Regions from separate parts of the Zea mays genome. Here all the other regions are linked to region 3. The links are chromatin contacts, called in public Hi-C maps. All regions are on one chromosome and are shown on one strand. Each heading gives the region's core, a stretch centred on a gene start, on an enhancer-like site or on the middle of the called end of the contact. The rest is flanking DNA. Distances are from core to core; before and after follow the strand shown.

Evidence for each region. Hi-C and Micro-C count contacts between places; a contact is called where the count stands out from the background.
Region 1: a Hi-C map of ear shows a contact between it and region 3, with 1.9 times the contacts expected there. The contact joins the promoter of LOC100382400 here to the promoter of LOC100191721 in region 3. A contact is called at or near these places in 2 of 25 Hi-C or Micro-C datasets (ear and leaf).
Region 2: a Hi-C map of bundle sheath shows a contact between it and region 3, with 4 times the contacts expected there. The contact joins the enhancer-like site here to the promoter of LOC100191721 in region 3. A contact is called at or near these places in 2 of 25 Hi-C or Micro-C datasets (bundle sheath and endosperm).

The regions. Positions count from the first base shown.
Region 1 is chr9:50,822,737-50,826,373 of Zm-B73-REFERENCE-NAM-5.0, forward strand. It overlaps LOC100382400, which reads left to right and starts at 1,969. Exons shown (of 7, transcript NM_001175145.1): 1 at 1,969-2,215. The coding sequence starts at 1,976.
Region 2 is chr9:50,704,189-50,707,843 of Zm-B73-REFERENCE-NAM-5.0, forward strand. No RefSeq gene overlaps it. Among protein-coding and RNA genes, the nearest start is that of LOC103638361, 98 kb to the left of the region's middle. Within about 2 kb of position 1,298, at least 18 of the 20 cell types and tissues checked have an H3K27ac peak or open chromatin away from gene starts, as enhancers often do. A contact at or near this core is called in bundle sheath, where this site is marked.
Region 3 is chr9:50,381,415-50,385,191 of Zm-B73-REFERENCE-NAM-5.0, forward strand. LOC100191721 (liguleless narrow1) reads left to right here and starts at 1,314. Exons shown (of 6, transcript NM_001137150.1): 1 at 1,314-1,673; 2 at 1,755-1,900; 3 at 1,988-2,198; 4 at 2,503-2,740; 5 at 2,846-2,996; 6 at 3,076-3,510. The coding sequence starts at 1,652. The coding sequence ends at 3,402.

The sequences.
Region 1 (3,637 bases), core at 719-3,218, 440 kb after region 3:
AAACTAAAATATTTTATGCATTTATTATAACACTGACCGAATGTTATTTAGTCTACAATAACATATCCACTGGATACCTGATACCCGGTGGATACCCGATGGGCATGGATACGGGTACAGTTTCTTGCCCGATTGGTTTGGTGGGTATGGATATTTATAGAAGTCTTGGGTACAATTTCGGGTCGGGTATTATTATACCCGAACAAAACCCGACCCGCTGCCATCCCTACTCTGGGGTAGTCAGTAGACTGACCAGAGTGTGAGATTATGCATGTGCAACCATGTTGGCCAGCTTATGGTGTGCAGATGTGGAGCACAGGGATGGTGGTCAACGGCGGAGGTGAAGATCGTGCGGGTTCGTGTCGATGGACCAGGAGCGGTGAAGGACGAGCGCCGGGACTTGACCGAGGGACCAGGGTCGTCGGGTGACTAGTCGTGGTGGCTGACACCTAGGACACACACTCACGTGAGGATGTGACGAAGCGAGCCATCTCGTCGGCACGGTCGAGGACTGGTGGAACACGTGTCAAGGACGTGGGGGCGCCCACACAGTGCTATACTCACGACAATTTCGGTGGTTGAGCCTTAAAACCACCCAGCGCTACGGATGACAGGTTTTCAACTGGGTTTGGCCTTAAAACCCGATGGTGGCAATTTCGGTGAAAACTGGAGGCGACAGTGGCGTGGTCACGGATGGTGCATTAAGGCGAAGCAACTCCATGTGAAGTGTGTGGCCGTCAGATGAAAACTCCAAGAGTTGGTCCATTTCACCCCGGGGGTGTGGATAAGCTCTATGTAAATAGGGTAGACTAGAAAATAGAAATAACTCGTTATAAATAGAGAGGAGGTCTGATTAGTTCAGCATCTCTTTGGCTTAGTTTAATTTGGCTCTTGTTTTAGAACTCCTAGTTTTCCTCTAGGTTTTCACCAGTTTAGCCAGGAGATCTGCAGTGATTTTGTTTGTCGACTGTGCCTTGTAATCTGTAATGATTAATCCGAGAAAGGGTCGCCAGTTCGACCCACAGGTTTTGGTTGACTTCAATCTAAGTTTGTTTCCTTGCTGAATTTTTGAAGTCTTGTGTTCTTGAGTTCTTCACTTCCATTCTCTTGTTGATTTGAGAAGTACTATCGAGTTCTTGTGTTCTAGGTGCTATTGGGATTTGATTGGTGGGTGAGATATACTCATACTATCACTTTTTACGCCCTGTTAGTGTAGTTTGTGGTTATGATCTTAGCTGATCTCGTTCGTTCTAGAAAACCCCAACAAAAGACCAATCATGTTCGTATTTTCAGATCTGTGGTTGATTCACAAGTTCGATTGAAGCTCAAAATTTGTGGAGACCTTGGAAACATATTTGTCTAGCTGTGTGTAAAATTTCAATTCAATCGGCGTTTATTTGGTTCAGTTTGACATTTGAGAACAGAATTTTGTGCTGCTGAATTCAGCAATTATTCTGTTGTACACGACACGGTTTTAGACCGATTCCGACTTTTCATTGTCCGATTTTCGATCCGTTTGTTTTGCTGGTCTCATGTGAGTCATAGAAATATTTTGTAACATCACTGATTTACTAATGTGCTTTTAGTTTAAGCATTGACTTCATCTTAATTAAAGTGAATTATTTATTTTTAGTGTTTGGCAGAAAAATAGGATTGGCTTTCATTCATTCCTCTAGTCGTCTCACAGCATCTGCTGCTACTTGTTGCGTTGCGTTGACTGCCGCCTTCTGACAGCGCTGCTGGAGCTGCAGCTGCGAGCTGCCTGTTTGGAATCGCTTGCTCGCGGTATCATTTTATTGTACTGGAGCTGTTGTCAGTGTCAGGAATACAAGAGCCGTGTGGAAATTGTTCGTCCAGTAGTACCATTCCACTGCTGACTGCTGAAACACAATAATAGAGGCAGAAGCAGAGGCAGAGGCAGAGGCAGAGCCAAGACGGTTCCGTTCAGTGTCTGGCGGCGCATAGATAGATAGCCATGGCGAAGAAGCCAGTGGAGGAAGCGCTCCTCGCAGCGGCAGACGAGCAGGAGAGCCTGAGCGTGCGCGAGGAGCTGAAGAAGCAGCTATGGCTGGCTGGGCCCATGATCGCCGGCGCGCTCCTGCAGAACGTGATCCAGATGATCTCCGTCATGTACGTGGGACACCTTGGAGAGCTGCCCCTCGCTGGCGCATCCATGGCCAACTCCTTCGCCACCGTCACCGGCCTCAGCCTGCTGGTAAGTAACCACACACCACAGCTCCTCTACTCACTTCACTTCCATTCCATGCGCTGAATGACCCTGTTCTGCCTATGTATACTGGTACTAGTTGCTCGTCTCATGTGATTTCCAATGCATAAGACGATCGAATCACAGTTAGTTGGTGTCCTTATTAATTACTTGGCCACTCATGAACAGTTGGTTTTGCGGTCACTGCTCGCGTCGCGAGTTCTTGTTTTCTCAAGTGTCGGTGTCTAGGCCACAGTTGCTGCACTACGTTTCATCCTCTCTTTCGGGAGGAAGATCAACGAATGCCGAGTCCCAAAATATTAATAAACGCTAGTTGCTATAAAAACCATTTGCCTTTTTGACTCTTCGACGCCGTCTACTAGTGAGGAACTTGCATTGATCTTTCTGTATAATATAGTACTACCTTCTTTACAGTAAAGTATTAGCTAGTATCTGATGTGTGTCTCCAATTTATATATTTTTTCGGAACCTCATGTGTGGCCGTTGTGAGATCTTTCTCGATGGTAGACATGTTTTCTGGCCTTTCCCCAATTACTATATTGCAGCAGATGATTTGTTAAATATGCTTTACGTGAATTTGTAAGCTGCATTTTTCTTTCTTTTCGCCTATGGCCACAGTAGGTGCTAGCACCATATATAATTGACACAATCATGGATATGCAGTTAATTGATGTATACACATTAGGGCTTATTCGATATAAGAGGATTGATGGGATTGTAGAGGATTAAATACATTGCTAGTTAAAATTGAATAGAAAGGGACTTAATCTCTATCAATCCCCCATTAATTCTCATGTAACTAAACAAGGCCTTAATTGGTGCTTGCATATAAGGGCGTGTACAACCCTATTTAATATGGGCCCTAGGGATTTAATTGAAAAAATACAAGGAATCTGCTCTTCGTGAAGAGTCCGTCTCTACACAATTTTTCATATACATTGTCTCTTAACTACATTTATGATTCAGGGGCTCAGGATTGTACAATGTAGTTTTTTTGTTGTCTCTTATACATAGAAAATCATTCCATCGTCTCAGGATTGTACATGCCCTAACTAGATTCAATGGGGATACGCAATAAATGTGTCACAGCTAGGGGAGGCAGTCGAATGGATGCTAGGGCATGTTTGGATTGCAATTTTCAAGAATCTAGCTTCTAGAGACTTTGGGATTTGAACAAGTCAGTTTTGCCATCTTTTCGCATCTTTTTGTGTCAACCTTTTCCAAATTCAAAACTGTCTGTATCTAGCATTTCCTAGTTTTTCGTGATTCAAAAGAGCAACAAATCAAACTATGCCTAGCTTTCTATCACATGAGGTTAGCACCAAGATATCCATGCTTAATTCATCGGTTACAAAATGGACCCTTACAAGCTCAATCATTATATGATATGTCGATGAACTCATATACAGG
Region 2 (3,655 bases), core at 48-2,547, 320 kb after region 3:
ACTACGAGTTTTGATCATCAATTGTGCAGGTAGAGCATACTACCGATGACAGGAAGTAGGGACATTCTGCTCGAACCAGAATAAATCTTATGCCCACCGCGCACACCCTCCGGAGCACGAAATGCGCACAATAAATTTACTTATTTGAGCGAGGTTCGAAACACTGACACAGGGCAATTTGGTCAAGTTTGAGTCATGGTCTTCTGATAGAGTTTTCTGTAACCCTAGGAATGAGTTAAGAGTTTGGGTATTGCTTCTATGTCTCTTAAAGGAAGTAATACTAAGAAATTAAGTAAACACAAGATAAAATAGAAAGATTCTCAACCTAGTAGAAGAAATTATTATCCTCATGAACTATATAATCAAAGAATGCTCTTAAATAAAAATATGTTCAGGATGAAGTGACTTTGGGTAAAAGAAAATACGTTATTTTCTCCTAGAATAAGTAAGTAATGGATATCTATTTTGGAATTAACTCTTCAAATCTTATCCCACATTCAAAATGATATTTTTCTAAAAGAAATAATGTGTGATAAAGCAATAAATATATATATATATATATATATATGTTGGGGGGCCTTCCTCTTCCGAAGGTCCTCAAAAACATGACTAACCATTTATTTCTAGCGTACTGTTGAATGGTACAGGAGCTTCGTCATAAGAAAAGCTTTGTTGTGATGAGGATCTTCTTCCCCGCCGAAGGTCCTCGAGACAAAGACATTGTCTAAGACCAATAACGGTGAATGCCTATAATACCCAGTTTGTAGATAGCAAGAAGGAGTTGATCTCAATAAACATAGTTTGCCATCTACTCATCACAACATGGGAATAGCCTTATTTAAAGTAAACAATCAACTATACTAACACCTAAAAAAATTCGTGCATCATGTTGGAGTTAATTGTTTGTGCATTTAATAATAATAATAAGATTAATAAAAATGCATTAACAATGAGAATTAGGGTGGAACCTAATTTAAACCCTAGAACTTGGAAATAATATGTAAAAGAAAGAGAAGAAAAGGAAAACCCCATATTCACTATGAAGAAAAATATATATAGGTGTGCTTTTTCATACTGACATCATTGAATTGAATATTTAATCTAAATTACAAATTCACAACAAAGATTTGAATTAAGTTGAATATTTGCATTTGATTTAAGTCCTTGTAAAATTGGGAAAAGAAAAGGCAAAAGAAAAGAAAAAACAGGGAAATCTCGCATGGGCCCAAATCACCTAAACCTGGCCCAATCCCAGCTGTACGCGCCCGTCTCTCTGCCCACGCTCTGTCACATGGGGCCCGCTTATCAGCCGCTTGATTCCATGCAGACTCGCTCAGGTTTTCGGTCATAGGCAGGTGGACCCCCTATGTCAATCGTTTCTTCCACGGCGCAACAGAACCGCGGCGCGGAACGTGGAGCAGCCCGTATCCCTCCTCTGACCTAGGGTGAGGTGATAAAAAGGAACCCTGGGATCGCTCTTCCAGCTCCGCATTTAAACCTTGTGAAGTCGCCATCGTTGGGTTAGCCAGAGACGCAAGATCACCACGCCGAGAGAGAGAGTGTGTCGCCATCGGCGACATTCAACCGTGAGGACGCTTGTGGACCGGAGTTTAGCCTTGGTGCAGCGCGGAACCCCGTGGATAGTGTAGCACTTCTTCCCGGGCGCAATCAACGACCGAGGAAACAACAATTGCTCGCCGGCATAGTTTCTCCGCCGCCAGATCCCGCGCTCCGTGACCACCACGCGCCTGCATCCGAAACCAGGTATGGACCTTTTCCTTCTATTCGCGTCTACTGTCGTTGAGTAGAGCCTGTCGAGTTGGTAGTTACGCGCTTCGGTAGTACGGTAATTGTTCGCCGGCGTGTGGCGCCGCCACGACGCTCCTGTTCACCGGCGCGCCGTCGGGGTAGGTGAAGGGAGCTGGACCGTTGATTCGGGGTGAACAGTGTGGATTAGAAACTAGCGTACCTCTTTAGCGCATAAACATCTGACCGTCAACTTTGAATCGGGTGGCCGTGCGCGGGCATAGGTGTGGTCGAACTTTGGTCGTGGATCTCTTGTCCTGTGAGGTTGTGACTACTGCTCACAGCCTCGGCTAATGCGTTAAGTCTAATCTGAACCGCACGTGCTCGATCTGTCGGCCGTTAGCGAAGGATACCCTTTCAGTCAGACACATTAGCATAGGAACCCCTAGGTTTTCTTGAATCGAACCCACAGTCCACCACATATCAAGGAACATGTAACCTGAGTTTGGTAAAACTTTACAAGTTAGCCCTTGTGCTTTCCGGTATTTTGCGCACAAACCAGAGAAGAGTTAAAGGAATAAAATTATAGAGAAAAATAGTTTTTGTATTAAAATAATTATAGAAACTTGATTAAATCATAATAAATCTATTTTAATTCCTTTTTGATCTGTTCCAGTTGCATTAATTTTGTACTAATATTGTTTACCACCTAGTAACTCCTTTTAGACATGAAACATAGATTAAGATTGTCTACTCAATTTATTCCATACCAAGCACTTAATAACTTCAGAAAATCAGAACTCGAAAACCGTAACTTCGAATTTAGTGATTCTTTCTCCTACGATCTCGATACGATGCGTACAATATTATCATGCATTCTTTCTGTTGTTTGGTGTGATGTTAATTTCTGCTATCCTGTGCTTGTTTGTATTGTTGCGAGTAGACGAGCCAGCCACTGAGGACCTAGGTGTTCAGCAGGTGGTGACTGCTGAGCAGGAGCTCGTTGAAGGCAAGTTGTGCCCTTGATCACTTCTATTTACCCAATAATGTTCCTTTTAATCATTATGATCTGCATAGGTTAATTTTGATAGGACCCAACAAGTTATCCTAGTTTGACTATCTTTATACCTTGTTTACCACTGAACTTTTGGGTAGTACCTGCTATTGCTTTATGTGGTTTTAGGTATTGAGATACACATTATTCATGATCAGGCTTTTATTATCAATTTGCTATTTACTGTTCATGATAAGATCTTATTGTTAATTGGAACATGGAGAACCACCTGGGAAAACAGTGCTACAACAAGGGTGGTATGGGACGCCCTTGGCTGGCTAATTAGGAAAGCTAGTGGATGACTACCTTACCCGAAAGGGGCAAGGGCAGTAGGGGAGTGGTCAGTGTAGGGAGGTCCTTGGGTTGATTTTGCTGCAATGGTGGTCAATCATGGTAACTTTGCTTTTTCAATCATGGTAACTTTGCTTTTGATGATGCTATGATGATGTATGGTATGAGACAAGGGTGGTTTGGGACGCCCAAGCTATGATGATGTATGGTATGACGATTTCAATCATGGTAACTTTGCTTTTGATGATGCTTCTCCTCTAGCAGTAGAGTTGCAGGCTACCCCGTGGCCACCTTCGTACAAACCACCACAACTCCCCATGTATGTCGAGCACTCTGTCCCGAAGCAGTTCCTTATGAGCTACGAGGCGACCTTATCATCATATGTTGGCAACACTGCCGTCATGGCGAAGTCCTTCGTCCTGGCAGTCAGGAGTGTGGCTCAAACGTGGTATTCTTCCCTTAGGCCAAGAACAATAACGTCATGGCAGAAGCTGAAGGACATGCTGGTAACTAGCTTCCAGGGTTTCTAGACGAAGCTAGTGACTGCTCAAGCTCTGTTCCAGT
Region 3 (3,777 bases), core at 64-2,563:
CACACCAAGATCGAACTAAATTCTAGAGAACATTGAAGGTCTAGGAACCAAATTAGCCTGCTTCTTAGGAGAAGAAATTCGACCAAAGACAAAAATCCTCTAATTCGTTGAGGTAGAAGCCAAAGATCCAATGTTGTGTCGAAGATGACCCTTTGGGGGTCCTAGAGGTCCCGAGTTGTCCTAGTGAGAACATAACTGCTTTTGACAATCTCCGAAAAGGAGCAGACACGATGGCCACTGAGTGCCGAAACATGACAAAGACTACGGCTACAACAAAAGTGGCCTAGTCATGGCACGGAGAGCTTCATGAACATTGGCAGGCATGACATGTCGCAAAGGTGATCAATGACCAAAGGGGACTAGGATTTGGAAGAATCTTCTTCGGTAAAAAAATCACGATATTCCTCACCCTCGCATGACTTAAGATCCATGTGTGTAAACATTATTAACATGCTTGTAATTTCATACGAAGCTGTAACTCACGACTATAAATAGAGGAACATTATCATGCATTGGACACACTTTTTTAGAGTCCATGAACACCGATTCGCTCCACCTCCGAAGATACCTTCTAACACCTTCGAGTCTTTATGAGTGAAATCAAAGGTATACCTGTAACCATCCATTATGTTGTAAGAATGGAGCAAATCCGATAAGGAATTGAGATGAGTAAATTGTTTCATTCTTTATATTTTATGGCTAATTGGTATCGTTAAATATTTGTGTTTCCATCTTCTCTCTTTGATTGACTCTTAAAAATTAGTCAAATAAAGGGAGAAGCTTAAAATGCGGTCATGTGTGCTGCCTTGTTTTTTTTTTGTTACCGTTAGTAATACAAAACGAGTGACAAAAATAATATTTGTATTTGTTATTTATCTACTCGAATAAATGTTTGGTCCTTAGGTATTCGTCCCGTTTTAATTATACATATATTCGATTTCGGTTGAAATATATTAGTTATCATATAGTACAACCTACTGTCCATCTGCCGTCAGGAACAAGAAATAAGTGACAAAAATAATATTTGTATTTGTTATTTATCTACTCGAATAAATATTTGGTCTTTAGATATTCGTCTCGTCTTAATTATACGCATATTAGATTTCGGTTAAAATATATTAGTTATCATAGTACCGTCCCGTTTTCAGCTGTACTCGTGCAGTCGTGCTGCGGATGGACACGCGCATCACCTGTCGCTGGGTCAAAGGTATCCGCCGACTGCAGGTGCTGACAAGGACAAAAGGCCAAACGCGACGGGTGACACACTCACAGTGCGGTCGCGCTCGGCTCCGCCCCGCCCGCCTCTCCCCATTCTCACTTCTTTTCCCCCAGTTGCGTTGCGTGCCCCTCGTTTCCACACTTTGTTGCGCTCCTTTAGCGCCGGCGGCCCGTAGCCTCAATCATCATTTCCATTCCATCCGGTTTCTTCCGACGACGGTGTGTACAGAGAGCAGGATCGGACAAGTCTCTGCTGGTAGAAGCATGGCGCAGCGCCGGCTGTTGGGCACGGCGCCGGCGCCCGCGGGCGATGCGGCGTCGCACGGCTCGGGCTCCAGCCCCGACGCGATGCGGATCATGGTGGGCGTGCTGGTAACGGTCATCGTCTGCACGCTGCTCTACTGCGTCTACTGCTGGCGGTGGCGGAAGCGCAATGGTGAAACTGCGCTCTGCTGGTGGCTTTCCTTTCCTTTCCATTCCATCCGCTGCTGCTGCGTGTGTTTCTAACATTGGATGATCCCTGCCCTCTTGTTCAGCCATCCGGAGATCCCTGCTGGACAGCCTATGGCGGCGGTCGAGCTCGGACCTGCCGCTCATGGACCTCGCCTCCATCCTCGCTGCCACCGACAACTTCTCCAAGGCCAACAAGCTCGGCGAGGGCGGCTTCGGCCCCGTCTACAGAGTGAGAAATCAACCCAAGGTCGATGGATGTGGCCACAGCTAGCTGTTTTGTTACTCTACATCTAATAGCAATATGCATGATTTGCAGGGCGTGCTGAGCGGCGGCTCCGAGATCGCCGTGAAGCGTCTGTCAGCGCGGTCGCGGCAGGGCGCGGCGGAGTTCCGGAACGAGGTGGAGCTCATCGCCAAGCTGCAGCACCGCAACCTAGTGCGGCTGCTGGGCTGGTGCGCCGAGCGCGAGGAGAAGCTGCTGGTGTACGAGTACCTCCCCAACCGCAGCCTCGACGCCTTCCTCTTCGGTAAGCGAACCAACAGCTCCTTGCCGCCATTGGGCCATGGCCACGTAGCTGTAGGTCTCACGGTAGGTGGGCGTGGTGTCATCACGCTATAAATTCCATGTTCCGTTCGTGTCTAGCTAGTACTACGAGCTAATTAATTCGAGGTGGATGGACTGGTACTATACTCCTAGTAACTTGATGCGCACAGCGCAACGGGACTAATAATTGTGCTCTGCTTACCATCCAAATTAAATTAGTGATCACAACAGATACGGCTTGGTTGGTTGATCAGTACTAGTACTAATTTAATTTAATTAAACCCTAGATCCGAGCAAGAGTGCGCAGCTTGGGTGGAGCACCCGGCACAACGTGATCCTGGGCATCGCCCGCGGCCTGCTGTACCTCCACGAGGACTCGCTGCTGAAGGTGGTCCACCGGGACCTCAAGGCCAGCAACGTGCTGCTCGACCACAAGATGAGCCCAAAGATCTCCGACTTCGGCATGGCCAAGATCTTCGAGGACGACTCCGACGCGATTAACACGGGCCGCGTCGTCGGGACCTAGTAAAACCCAACGCACCCTACTTACTTTACTAAGAATAAAATGCTGCCTTCTCTGCAAACCTGAACATGTTTGTGCTGCAAACGACTGCGTGGCGATCGATGAAGCGGGTACATGGCGCCCGAGTTCGCGTTGGACGGCGTCTTCTCGGTGAAGTCGGACGTGTTCAGTTTCGGGGTCCTCCTGCTGGAGATCTTGAGCGGGCAACGGAACGGCGCCTTGTACCTCGAGGAACACCAGCAGTCCCTCATCCAAGACGTACCATTCTGAACCTTCATTCAGTGATCTGAACTGAACGGAGTTAGCCAATCTATATACATGTTTTTTTTGTTGACAGGCATGGAAGCTGTGGAGTGAAGACCGCGCGGCCGAGTTCATGGACCAGTCGCTGGGGCGGTCCTACTCCAAGGACGAGGCGTGGCGGTGCTACCACGTCGGCCTGCTCTGCGTGCAGGAGGACCCCGACGTCCGCCCGACCATGTCCAACGTCCTGCTCATGCTCATCAGCGACCACACCAAGTTACCCGAGCCAGCCATGCCGCCCTTGTTCGCGCGGCTCAGGAACATCTCCTTGCTGGCGCCGCCACTCACCACCAAAACCGAGTCCACCACGTCTCCGCTGTCGATCAACGACGTCTCCATCACCATGATCGAACCGCGATGAGCTCATGCGTTTTGTACTTCTGACAACTGAGGGAGAGGCTTCGAGTGTAAATTTATAAGACTGCAATCGTTCAGAATGACTACTCATATGTACTAGTAAGTTTTTTTTTGATGGTGTGCACAAGTGTGGGATTTAGCTACTAGACTAGAACATGCGGCGCCCGTAATCGGGTCATAACAGATTTCTTTTTTATGTTTATGCATTCTCCTATGTGATCCAATGGACTAAAATGTGTCACCACTGGTAGCAAAGAGCATATAACTATTTTAATTAGTTTGTATCCAAATGCATAAGAGTTCTTAATCTCTTCTAGTATTTTTTTTTTCTAAAAAAGATTGGACCAGCTAATCAATAGTTATGTTGTGTCCTTTTAAG